Regions from separate parts of the Mus musculus genome. Here region 1 is linked to region 2. The links are chromatin contacts, called in public Hi-C maps. All regions are on one chromosome and are shown on one strand. Each heading gives the region's core, a stretch centred on a gene start, on an enhancer-like site or on the middle of the called end of the contact. The rest is flanking DNA. Distances are from core to core; before and after follow the strand shown.

Region 1 (6,677 bases), core at 924-3,423, 89 kb before region 2:
TTCTTTTCTCACATGTGAATACAGCTGTTCTCCCTTCTCTGCAGAAGATATTTTTCAAGCTGCAGCTTGGGTGCCAGAAACCAATGACAGTAATAACCTTATATGTTGTTTTTATTTGCCCACATATATGTATATATACACACATATATTCATGATAAGAAGAGTCTGCTATAGTACATAATAAATGTATTAAAGAACATTTAAATTTAAATATACAGGAAGAAGGAAAACTTGAGTAACTTAACTACTCTATTAAAGTATTATAGTTCAATGTCATATAACATGGATTCTGTGGTTCTGAAAAATAGTTTTCTTCTGGAGTAAAAGATATCAGACTGAGAAAGAAGGCAACTTTCACTTTATATTTTATTTTTCCATGTGTATGTATATGTGTCCACATGTGTGGGGGTGCACATGTGTGCCCATAGAGTCCAGAAGTTGACATCAAATGTCTTTCTCAGTTGCTCTCCAGGTCTCTCTCTGAATCAGAGCCCACTGACTTGATAGTCTTGGCAGCCAGCTTGTTCCAGGGATCCCCTGTCTCTGAGTGCTGGGATCCCAGGTGGATTAATAGACCTGTCCAGCTTTCATGACGGTGCTAGAGACCCAGACTCCATCCTCACACTCACTTTATCTACTGACCTGTCTTCCCAACCCCTCCTTTGATTTTTAAAATTGTTTCTGAAGTTGGAAATTCTATGTTTTTAGTACCTACTATGCTGGAATAATTATATGTCAGCTTGACACAAGCTAAGGTCAGTAGAGAGGAGGAAACCTCAATTGAGTAAATGCTTCAAGATCAAACTGCACACAAGTCTGTAAGGCCTTTTCTTATGGGACAGGGCCATCCCAAGCTGGTGGTCCTGGGTTCTATAAGAAAGTGGATTAAGTAAGCTGTGATGAGCAAGCCAGTATGCAGCACCCCTCAATGGCCTCTGCAACAGCTCTTGCTCCCGGCCCCTGCCCTGCTTGAGTTCCTGTCCTGACTTCCTTTGATGATGAACAGTGTTGTGAAAGTATAAGCCCCCAAATCTCTTTCCTCCCCAAGTTGTTGTGGTCATAGTGTTTCATCGATAAGACACCTACTCGTTCTGAAACATGTCTCCAAGGCTTGAAATTAACCTACTACTTTTAAATCAACATGACAGGGAAAGCTGAGGCCATAGTTTATTTGAATGGCAACTTTATCTTCATGTGATTGACGATTACAGATGACAAATGAAACTCAAAATCTAAGTTTTACCATGGTACCTTTTAGTGACAAACATTTTTCTTGGTTTTAGGTTCATTGCTTTCTAGTATTGTTAAACTATATACATCTCTGGGTTTGTTTGCTCCTTCTTGGGGTAGCAGACATTTTGAATAATTACTTGGCAAACTTAAGGTGCTGGGATGCATTCTTGCTTAGAACTTAGAGGATGAGAACGAGAGAGGACATCATTCTTATCCAGTCGGTGCTGCCGAGGAGGATGGGAGTAGATGCTCTTGTCTAAAATGAAGCCTTGAAGAGAACAGATGTTTGTGGGCAGGACTCTGGCTCCCCAGCAGGGGAAAGAACTGGGTACTTGTCCACACTTTGCTGCTCTTAAGAGTTAGCCTGGTACTAGCAAGTCCCCCTGTTCCTCTTAAATACTTAGCTTGCCCATCTGTAATTCCAGGCCCAGCTGAATGCTCTCTAGTGTCTCTTACAGAGAAAACATCTCCTATTGTTTTCTTTGTGCTATGCCACGGGTTCACACACTCCAAGTCCCTGCTTGACAGATAATGGTGTGTGAGGAAATGATGCACAGAGCAGCCCTGAGAAACCCAAGTGGATTCTGACCACACTGATGTGCTAATCCCCAAAGAAGACGAAAATACAAAATGGGCCAGGGATTGAACATGAAAACGGTGACAGTGAGAAAAACATTGAAGCAGACAGCTGAAAGCTTCATTTCCTGGCACGTCTGCCATGAGAAACGCCAAGCCTGCCAAATCCTTCAGGCCGTCAAGGCCCCAAAACTTTGGCTAGCTCTCATTTTCAGCTTCCCACACCACATGCCCAAACCACACAGGAAAATTGTCTCTCTCCCTTCGTACTTGTGCCTTTTGGCTACCCGTCTGTTTATGCCAAGCCCTTGCCTCACCCCCTTCCTTCCAGCTGTCACTGTGTCCCAGCTGCTGCTTTCTGGGGGCTTCAGGGTGCAGCTGCAGTCTTCAGGGGAGGCACAGGCTGGTGAGGATAGTGGCAGGCGTTGGTGGTGTGTAACAGACTCTGGAACTGCAGCCATTTCTACCCGGTTTCTAGCTGGTCTGAACAGTGCTCTTGCTCCTTGGCAACCGTTAGCACTGATGGCTTTAATTTTTTCCCTTCTCCCTCCCTCTTAGGGAGTTTCCCCCCCACCCCCTGCACATTCTTTGGCATTATGGTCTGTGAACATCCTGTGGAAGATTTGGTTTGTCTTATTTTCTTTTGCCAGACTGTTCATCATCCTTTCTTCTTCCACGTAAAACATATTTATCTATTTCGAGACTTTAAGACCGATAACCAGATCTGCTGGCCTCTCACAAGTTTAGAAATTTCACCCTTCTCAGCCTTGACAGTCCATCCCAAGCCTCATGGCCTCCCAAGGCCCTGCACTCTCTAGGACATTTGTTGCCTGTCCAACCCCAGCTGCTGTGGGAGCCTTTGACCTCTGGCCTGTGAGGTTCTTCTGTGGAGCGTGTACCTCCTATTGGCTCTTATTGATGACCTCTAAGCAAAGAGGCACCTTCCCCTCCTTTTAGAGAATCCAGGAATCAGGAAATGTATCGGAAGAGTCTTGAGTGAATATGCGGAGAAGCCGAGTGTCACGAACGTTTTAAATTGTTCTGCTGTGCTTGGCCTGTGTCTGCCAGCTCAGTGTGGAAGGCAAAACCAAACAGAAGCCTCACACAGTCATTGTCTCCCATAGCCAGGCATTGTCTTTTGTTCAAGAATAGAGCTTTTGCAGGGACAATGGATTGTTCTTCTCTGCCACCCTTTCTGGAACCTCAGTGAGCCGCTGTACCCTGTACCTGCCAACTCCAACCCACTCTGGTTTCTAAGGGGAATTCCACAAAGTTTTCAGAATCTCATTCAGTGAAAAACAAACTCAGAGTATGTTTGTACTTGGGTTTCTCTAATGTTTCCTTATATCTGTGTGTATTTTGTATTTTACTTAAATCGTTAAAATATTGCTTGATGCTCAGTTGAAACAGACTAGTGTGGTTGGTAAAATCTTCACTTATAGATTTCATTTCCTTGTAATGTATTCTGTAATGTCTTCTTAGTCATTGGGAATATTGGCCCGTAGCCTCTCTTCTTTCATGTCTGCCTGTCCAGTTGGTTTGGCTATATTGTGTCTTGCACCCAATTATACTTTCTCTTGTTTATCTTTCCCCTCATTCTATAGTTTTGCATGGTGTGTAATGTGTGGACTCATAGATGACAGACTATTAAGAGCTGGAAGGACTTTTAGATCTTAGCTATCTGAACTCATTTCATGGATGAGAAAAAAAGGAAGCAAAGAAACAGAAGAGTTGAGTTAAGATCACACACTCGAAACAGCCTACGCTTGTGAGCTTCATGGCCATGCTCAAAGGCTTCCTCTGCTATTCCATCAGGTCTAATGTCTCAGGAAGTTTCCAAAGCACTGATAAGAGTTCCTCCAACCGATAGGAGGCCATCCTGTGGGAAAGGACACAGGCCTTGAAACCAGACAGATTTGGGCTTGAATATCGGGTCCTGCCACCTGCTGGCAGGGTGACTTGGGCAATTAAGACATGCTTAAAGGAATTTTGTTTCTTCCTCTGTATTCTAAGAGTATTAAAAACATTAATACTTTTTGAGCAACAGTAACTATGAAATGTTATAACCTATATAATATATCTCTTATACATATTCTGTTTAACAAATAATTGTGAGCATTTGCTGACCATTTAAATGATAACTTGAAGTAGGTATCTTATTATTAGGCAATTTGAGCCTCTTTTGCTCGGAGATGGTTTTCTAATTCAGGGTTAAAATATGAATGGAGTAAGTTGTCTGGAAATAAATTCCTGAAATTATTTATAGCATAACTATGCATGCATTTCCTGTTCTTTATGGCTTTCATATGGATTCAGCTGTAGTGCATCTTGTCCAAAAATTTTTGTACAAGTTAAACTCACCCCAAGAAGACATCTGAAGTATCTTTGGTTTTGTCTTCTCCTTTTTATTTGGCTACACATTAGTTTGTAAAGGTAGTATATAATTTGTGTAAAATATTTCATCCATACTTTTCATAATTTAGAGATGTAGTATTTTTCTGATATGTGTAGGACTGTGAAGGCTGGACCCAGTGTAAAATCATCTAGGCCTGTTTGGAGTGTAAGAAGTTATAATTTATCAAAAGGCATCCAAGACTGCTCTGTTAAAAGGAAACAGGACATAATTATTAAGCTTTATAGCAGTACTGATAGGGGAGGCTGAGTTGCAGAAACAAAGCTGTGAAATCAGCAGAGACCAAAAGCACAACAAGAAAGTTTTGAAGCTTCAGGGGATTTCGTGTGAGGACTTCTCAGATCGCCTGGACTATGTGTGGGCTGCCAGGATTGGACTTGAGGTTCAAGTAGAGGGAGGAGCCTTGAGAAACTAGACAGAATGATCAAGAGCTCAGTTAGACTCATTTTCAGATCAAAATGAAGAGTGATATGCTGGACAACATGGTGCATGCTTTTGGTGCCAAGAACTCAAGGAGGCTGAGGCAGGAGGATCATTTTTAAGTAAAATACAGATACCTGTCTAGCTTCCTAGCTGCCAGTGGACTCTGAAGCTCATTGCCTTGATTAGGTAAAGAAACTGTAGCCTCCCGAGGGTTCAAATAGGAGTTTTACTTAGGTGAAAATGCCATGTAGCCACAGAGAGCAGTGGATGTTCCTTGTCCCTGTTTGTCCCTCATGCCATAAAGTACAAGCACATGAAGAGCCTCTGGCTGTCAGTATCTTCAGGATAAAAGCGGGCATGATTTTTGAAGGGATATTGGATAATCAAATATGGCTAGAGGTGGAAGGTCCTACTTGGCTGTATTTTTGGTTCATTCAGATTCAGAATCAGACCAGAGGAATTTGGCAGGCACCGACACTTACCACTTAGAACCGCACTCACATAGTTGTGGTAGCAAAAGAATTTCTCTAGGAGTCTTAGTCTGCTTGACTAAGCCAGAGGTTTCTGGCCTTAAGTCCAGAGTTGGTGAATTTTAGAAGAATCAACTTAGATCTGTCAACCCATGAGACTAGTTCCATCAAATGAGTGGAAGTGTGTCTGCAATTTTCATAGATAAGACTTACTCTGAGTACCGAGGATACTGTTCCCCATGACTGACTCTTCCTTAATCTCATCGCCTCCCACTGAGGTGTGATATACTCTAATTTAAAATGAAAATATCATTAAAAAAAGGTGAACTTGAAGACCCTCTACTTGACATCTGTATTTTTGAAATTCTTACTTACTAACCTTGGTATATCTTTCCTTCTTTCTTTTCTCTCCTGTTCCCCTCTTCTTTCTCTTCTGATTCTCTCTTATGGGACAGAGTCTCACAGTGTACCTCTGGCTAACCTAGAGCTCACTATGCACAACAGACTGGTCTCAAACTTGCTATAATCCTCCTGCATCTGCCTTCCAGGTGCTAGGATTACAATGTGCCATTATACTCAGCTAATTGTCCCAGGTCATAAGGCTTTTTGTCAAGAAGTGTTCATGATCCTAAACTTGGCCTGTTTGTTTTGTTATTCCCTGAGCATTTTTACACTCTAAAAAAGAAAATGACACCTACCATTATCCTTCGTCGCCATCAGTATTATCTATTCCTTATAATTTGACAGCATTCCTACGGCATCCAGTGGTACTCAGTCTACTAGTTTACATATAATAGGTTTTTTGACAAGTACTTTTAATTTAATGATGAAAAAAGAAATAGTTTTTTGTTTTAAACAACTATTATAGAGCGAGAGACTTACAGCTTTATTTAAAAATTGAAAATATAAATACAACATTAACAATCAAAGAAGAGGCTATCAATTTGAGAGTGAGGGGGTGCATGGGAAAGATTGAGGGAAGGTGATATGGGAATGGATGAAGGAAGGAAAAAGAAAGAGGAAGTGGTATAATTATATTTTAATTAAAATATATTTAAATAGAAATTGAACGTGGGACTAGAACAGGAAACTCAAGGGAATCTTTATTTTATATTAAACAATGATCCTGGGTCATCATTGCCATCTAATAAGCAGTACAAATAGTACAGTTAATAAAATGTAGTAAGTTTTGGCGTGTGTATATGCACTAGATCATGATGGTAATGAGGATAATGCATATGTTCATTATCCTCAAAGGTTTCTCCATGTTTTCCCCATCTGCCACTTCCCCCATTCCTCTTCAAGTAAATGACTGACGTATTTTTGTTAGTATAAATTATATTTCATCTTCAAGAGTTTTGCATGAATGGGATCATACTGTTCATAAAGTTGTCGGTATGATTTTTAATTCAGCTTAATTGTTTAGAGGTTTATTCATGCTGCTTGGATCAGTGTTTCATTTCTTTTATAGCTAAATAATATTTCACGGTATATGCATACCACCTGTGCCTATTGAGTCTCTTGTTGATGTTCACTTTTAGTATTTGACTATAGATTACTAA
Region 2 (5,873 bases), core at 409-2,908:
TTTCCTTCCCCTGACTTCTGTTTTCTCTCTATTAAATCATTTCTCTATATTTAACTCCTGCGACTTTTTCCCCTTTGTTTATTGCTTATTCGGTAACTTCAGATCTTTTCCCCAAAGTTCCCTTTCTTTTTCCTCCTCTAAGCCACCAGCATACCATCCCCCCCACCCCCCCCCCACACCAAGCTCCTTATTTCTTTACTGCAAATCCCCAGTGTGTTTACTGACCTGTGTGCCAAAAGGAAAATTCCCAGGCCACCTCCATGCCAATGCAATGAAAATCAGCAGCTGCCATTGCTCAACAAGGTCCTTGTGACCTATAAATCAATGGCTAAGAGCCCTTGCAGTGAACGGTGGCATGTGTGTGTTTATGTGACTATGTGAGATACATGACAGTGTTTGCTGCTTTGGGGAAAGAACCTGAATCTTTTCTGATAAGTAAGAGAATTAAGCAGAAATTTTTGCCTAAATCTTTTGGGGTTATTGTTGTTGTGTTAGTGGATGAGAGCCTAAGAAGTTGTATAAGAGAAATGAATGACATTAAAGAGAGAAACAGACACACAAGACCAAGAAATAATCAAGTCTAGAACATCTTACTGACACACTATTGATAGCACACTCACAGTAAACATCATCGATGCCTTGATAGGGCAGAAAGATCTGGAAATAAAAACCCCAGCGATTCATCTGTTTAAACAAAAGAAAGGAGATAATGTGGAGAGGCAGTGAAATGGAGGCTGAGATGAGATGTGAGTATTGAAGACACACACATGAGAAAGCCACTAGGCCCTACCCCAGTGTAGCATTGCAGGTAAGAGAGAAACCGGAAAGCACACTTGCCCTGCTCAGACACACTATCTGCAGCACATTAAGCATCTAAAAGTTAATGATACCAGAATAGTATCTTCAAAAAAAACCAAAATCGTAAAACAGAAATTAAGGCCCCAGTAAAACATTTGGGAGAATTTGAATAGATGTAGCAGGGAACCAGAAAATAATTCAAAACTTCAACTGGAAAAGTGATTTTAAGTTGTGCCTGCTATGTAACAACTGGCAAAAAGAGAGAAGGGAAAGGGAGGGAGGAAGAGAGGGAGGGAGGAAAGGGAAGGGAAGGGAAGGGAAGGGAAGGGAAGGGAAGGGAAGGGAAGGGAAGGGAAGGGAAGGGAAGGGAAGGGAAGGGAAGAAGGGAAGGGAAGGGAAGGGAAGGGAAGGGAAGGGAAGGGAAGGGAAGGGAAGGTAAGGGAAGGGAAGGGAAGGGAAGGAAAAGAGAAGAAAAGCAAGATGGTGCTGTATTTCCTGAGTTGTGAAACCAACCTGTCCTGACAGAAGAAGAGAACCGCCCCACACAAACACACACACGTACACACACCCCGACTGATGGCCAAGCACAGTGTGTGTACGTCTAATTTCAACCTCACAGTTAAAAGTGAAGCCAGGGACTGAGAATACTATCCACTGAGAGAAAAAAAGCAGAGGGGATTTTCTGAGCCAGATCCAAAATCATAAGGCTCAGGGGGAATTACTTTGATTTTGTCAAGTCAGAGCACATAGCCAAAGGCAGCAGACATGGGATATTGTCAGAGGTAAATCACCCGGCTAGGCCTGCTCTGTCTTATTGCAAGGTCAGAGGAGCACGGCGAGCCGGCCAAATGTTTCCAACCATGGAAATCCCCTAACTTTCCAACTGCTACAGTCCCACAGCTCCGAGGCTTTACTCACAGCAGGGCTCTGTTCCAGCTTTCAAAGCTCTCCAAGTTGATTAATCATTTTCTTGTTCTGACTCATTCAGGCTTCTAGAAAAAAATAGCTAAAGGTACTAGATGGGCTGGGTGGATCAGGGAGGTCAGATAAATTGGCTTGATGTTAGTCTATACAAAAACCTAGAAGAAATCGCCAAAAGTCTTTCGGCCTACCATCCTCCAGTGCTATGTATGGTTTGGGGCCAAAGGCCATTGGCTCGTTCCATGTGTTTAAAGCAGAATATTTCTGTGTGCATTAGCAAACTTGGGTATGCGAGCATTCATTTCTTAATGTTAAGGTAAGTTATTATAGGCTAGTAACTTAGAATTAGGATTCCATTTGTATCTATGCAGATGGACTGTGGACCCATGTATAAGCCTCTAACACCGACAATGTCAAACACATATACAGTGTTTATTATTTATCAGGCACTGTGTGCTTTTACCAAGAGACAAGTTTACAGCACTGAAAGGTCAATTTTGATCATCTTAGCCAAGGCCATACATAATGATTATATTATTTGGTCTGGCTAATATTCCCCACCATGAAGCTTATATTTTAAAAAATAAATTGTTTTAGTTTATGATTATATTGAGTCATACTGGAATGTCTGCTTCTTTGCTTTTGTAACACATTAATCTCTGGGCTTATTCATTGAGTTCATAGACGCTTATTACGCACCTGAGTGTACTAGTCATCAGAGAGAAAATTGTAAATCCTAAGATGCCACCTCAGACCTGAGGACATACACTGTGCTAGTGCCTTTTAACTAAGCAAACAAAACACATGGAGAAACACAGAGCATGAAACAACTATTTCTGCAAAGAAAAGGAGACAGTAGAATTGGGAATTTATGAAAAATCTGAATTTTCCGAGTGTTAAGGTTGGAAGGAACAGCACCATCATAGGGAATGGTTTGTATGAATGCTGAAATGTTTGAAATGGCATAGCATGCTGGAAATAGAAAAATAATCGTAGAGTCATGGTGGGGAGCTGAGTGGGTTAAATTAAACGGAGATGGTGATGGGCCTTGGGTAGAATACTCAGAGTTGCAGAAGAGCTCATGGTAGTTTAAAAGAAAGACAACAACTTTATTGGATTATGTTTCAGAAAAAGAACTCTGAAGATAATGTGGAATAGGTCTAAAGGGGAGCAGAGGCCAGACAGAAAGCGTCTGTGTGTCCCCTGAGGGGTAGCAGCAGTGGGAAAGGAGAACAAGATCCAACACGGATTCAGAAAGTACAGAGGGGAGACTGCAGTGGGGAATTGAGAACAGACCATGATGTTTGGGTAATCCCTGGGTTAAGGATGCGGTGCCTAGGTGAAGCTAAATGCCATCAACAAAAAAATCCTGAAGGAAACAGTCACAGAGAGTGTGTTGAGATCACTTGGTAACACGTTCAGTTTAAATGATGGCACAGATTCAAGAGAAGACATTGAGGTCCCCTTGGTAACCATACCAAGATCAAGAGAATGAAATCCCTAAAACACGTGAACCAGGACAGCTTGATCGGACAACAGAGCATAAAGCCACCTAAGACCGCAGATTATAATCAGTAAGACTGCTATCAAGGGCCCTTCATGCTGTGGGAGAGTTTGGGGAAGTGCAAATGGGGATACTTTTTACTTTATACCTTTGGATCCTGTTCTTTCCCTACACATGACTAACGGCCTTTGTAAAGAGGCTTAAAAGTCTCTGTCAAAGGCTAGTAGGCTACCGACCCCTTTCTAGGCTGTTATCTTGAAGTCTGTTTTAGGGAACCGTTGGGGGCCATCCCCTCAAACACATAAACGCATGCTTTGCTTAGCTTTCCCCCATTGACCTGCACTCCCAACTGCTGGTGCCATATAGATTTGCAGACATCTGTGCCCCTTAACTAATTGCAGCAATCTGTTCTGTACATCTCTGAGAAAGCACACAAATTGATTCCCCAGCAATGTCCATATCCAAGGACACCTGTATGACCCCCCCTCCCCCCATCAAATCAGCTGCCCCTTCACCTTGTGTTCGCCTGCTATTTCCATTATGGGGCTAGTAATAGATCAGCCTCAAAAGTCCCTGTCCTGGGAAATTTCTTCATAAGAGAGTTACTGGAAACAATATTTTGGCTGTGGAGCCAACTTGTGGGTTTAAATATCTTCCAGCCGGCAGAACACCTGGATTTAAGTGTCTAGTCCCTTCTGACTCTGAAGAATGAGCTGTACCTTAAATTGAAGCTCATAAGCACATTGGGAAATCATGAGTCTGTTTCCTCCTGCTGTTTGCTGAAGCAATGAAAAGTAAATGAATTCAGAAGGCGCAGAGCCAGTTTGAAGCGTCACAAGCAGGGGCCTTACAGTGTGCAGGGGTGTCTACACTTTGGCTTTAGTGCTGTGTGCACAATTACCTTGTGCAGGCTGCTGGAGCTGGTTCCTTCCCTGTTGCAATCCTTGCCTTTTGAGAAAAAAAAATCAACTTCTTGTATTTCATGCTGACCCTAACATCTAGAACCTTCCGTGTAAGAATTTTATGGTGACTATCTATCTGTTGACTGGTTAGATTCTCTAAGTTGTGAAGGGTGAATAGAATAGACTTCTGACCCTCTTGAATTCAAGCAGTCCACTTTATACCTGCATAGGAAAAATGCATGGCCGATGGAGGATCACATCCTCACAGCTATGAGGTCCAGTGATCTGCAAATATATTTTAAAATTATTTTGTGTTTATGAATACATTGTTGCTATCTTCAGGCACACCAGAAGGGGGCATCAGATCCCATTACAGATGGTTGTGAGCCACCATGTAGTTGCTGGGAATTGAACTCAGGACCTCTGGAAGAACAGCCAGTGCTCTTAACTGCTGAGCCATCTCTCCAGTCTGAAGGTTAGAATATTTTCCTCCCAAGAAAGCAGTTAGCAGTGATTTCCTTCCATGTCTTCCCTCCCCCCCCCCTTCCTCATTCCATCCTCTAGTTTCAAACTTCCAATCTGTGCTTCTAAGGATTTGAATTATTTCTACCCACTCCTAGCTATTAAAAAGTATTACTACTGTGAATACCTGTGTGTAAGTTTTTACACAGATACATGTTTTCATTCTCTTGCAAATATAGCTAGGAATGAAATTATTGGATCTGTATGTTAACTCTGTGTTTTGACATGTTGAACAACTGCCAAATTGATTTTCAGAATGACCACACCATTTCACACCCACCCCGGCAATGTAAGAAGATTCCAGTTTCTCCACCTGCTTCTCAGCAACTCTTATTGTTAATTCCATACCTAGTTATTATTGTAAAGTGATATTTCATCGCAAGGTCAATCAAAACCTTTATTTGTCTTTTTACACAGAATAGAATTTAAGTGTCCTGCAGAAATGTTACTGATAGATTGTGGTGATAGTTACTCATCCCTCGGACCCTCGGCCTGATCTCAACCCTTAACCCAAAATAACACAATGCCACCTTTATGTAATATGTCCCTGGGCTGTGGTCTGTGGAGCACCTGCAGTGAATTTCATTAGCCTGATGGATGCTTGTTACAAATTCAGATTCCTGGTCACACAAGGATTCATACTATCTGGGGGTAAGAGTGTGGTATATAGGAAGTTACACAGCTATGTAAAAATAAGCAACATATGTGGACCCAAATACCGTGACTAATGCGCCCTCATTATAAGCTTAAGACTTTTCATCTTCTTATTTACCTGTTGAATTACACCAAAATAGCTAAAAAAAAAATTTAGTGAAAAACCAAGTCCTTAAGTAAAGTGTATGAAAGGTGGTAGAGGTAGGGGTGGGGGACAAAAGTCTTTAAACCAGCCACACTGCTTAGCCATAGTTTCTCAGCTGACCGGTTTCTGCCTGAGTGGTATGGGGGAAATGGACATGACGATGCCTATGGTTCTTTTCAGCTGTAATGAAGTTGTAGCATTTTGTAACCACTGTTAGAAGATGAGGCTTCTGGGAGAGCTTTGACACGTTACCAACAACAAAACAATAAGCATTTACTGAGTAGTCATGACATGCAATGCACCGCGCTGGCGGGTCCCGCCACGTAGATGACTGAGCTGCATCCCTGGCCTTGTGGAATCCAGTCTCCAGAGGAACTGTATCTTCATTCCATATACAACAGGATTCTCATTTGAAGAAAGTGCCTGT

The links. A called contact is a pair of places that touch in the nucleus more often than the background predicts.
Region 1: a contact with region 2 is called in a Hi-C map of stem cell-derived neural stem cells, with 1.9 times the contacts expected there. The contact joins two enhancer-like sites. A contact is called at or near these places in 1 of 39 promoter capture datasets (the 3T3-L1 cell line), 1 of 15 datasets of contacts at CTCF or cohesin (the NIH/3T3 cell line), 30 of 484 Hi-C or Micro-C datasets (the AML12 cell line, the C10 cell line, the C2C12 cell line and 15 more) and 5 of 115 datasets of contacts at active chromatin or transcription factors (bone marrow-derived dendritic cells, embryonic fibroblasts, kidney and 2 more).

The regions. Positions count from the first base shown.
Region 1 is chr12:79,509,743-79,516,419 of GRCm38.p6, forward strand. All of the region lies in intron 7 of Rad51b (RAD51 paralog B), which reads left to right. Among named protein-coding and RNA genes, the nearest start is that of Rad51b, 220 kb to the left of the region's middle. Within about 2 kb of position 2,174, at least 137 of the 459 cell types and tissues checked have an H3K27ac peak or open chromatin away from gene starts, as enhancers often do. A contact at or near this core is called in the C2C12 cell line, muscle stem cells, myocytes and 3 more, where this site is marked.
Region 2 is chr12:79,598,818-79,604,690 of GRCm38.p6, forward strand. The region is part of intron 7 of Rad51b (RAD51 paralog B); the gene reads left to right. Among named protein-coding and RNA genes, the nearest start is that of Gm36048, 200 kb to the right of the region's middle. Within about 2 kb of position 1,659, at least 157 of the 459 cell types and tissues checked have an H3K27ac peak or open chromatin away from gene starts, as enhancers often do. A contact at or near this core is called in the C2C12 cell line, muscle stem cells, myocytes and 3 more, where this site is marked.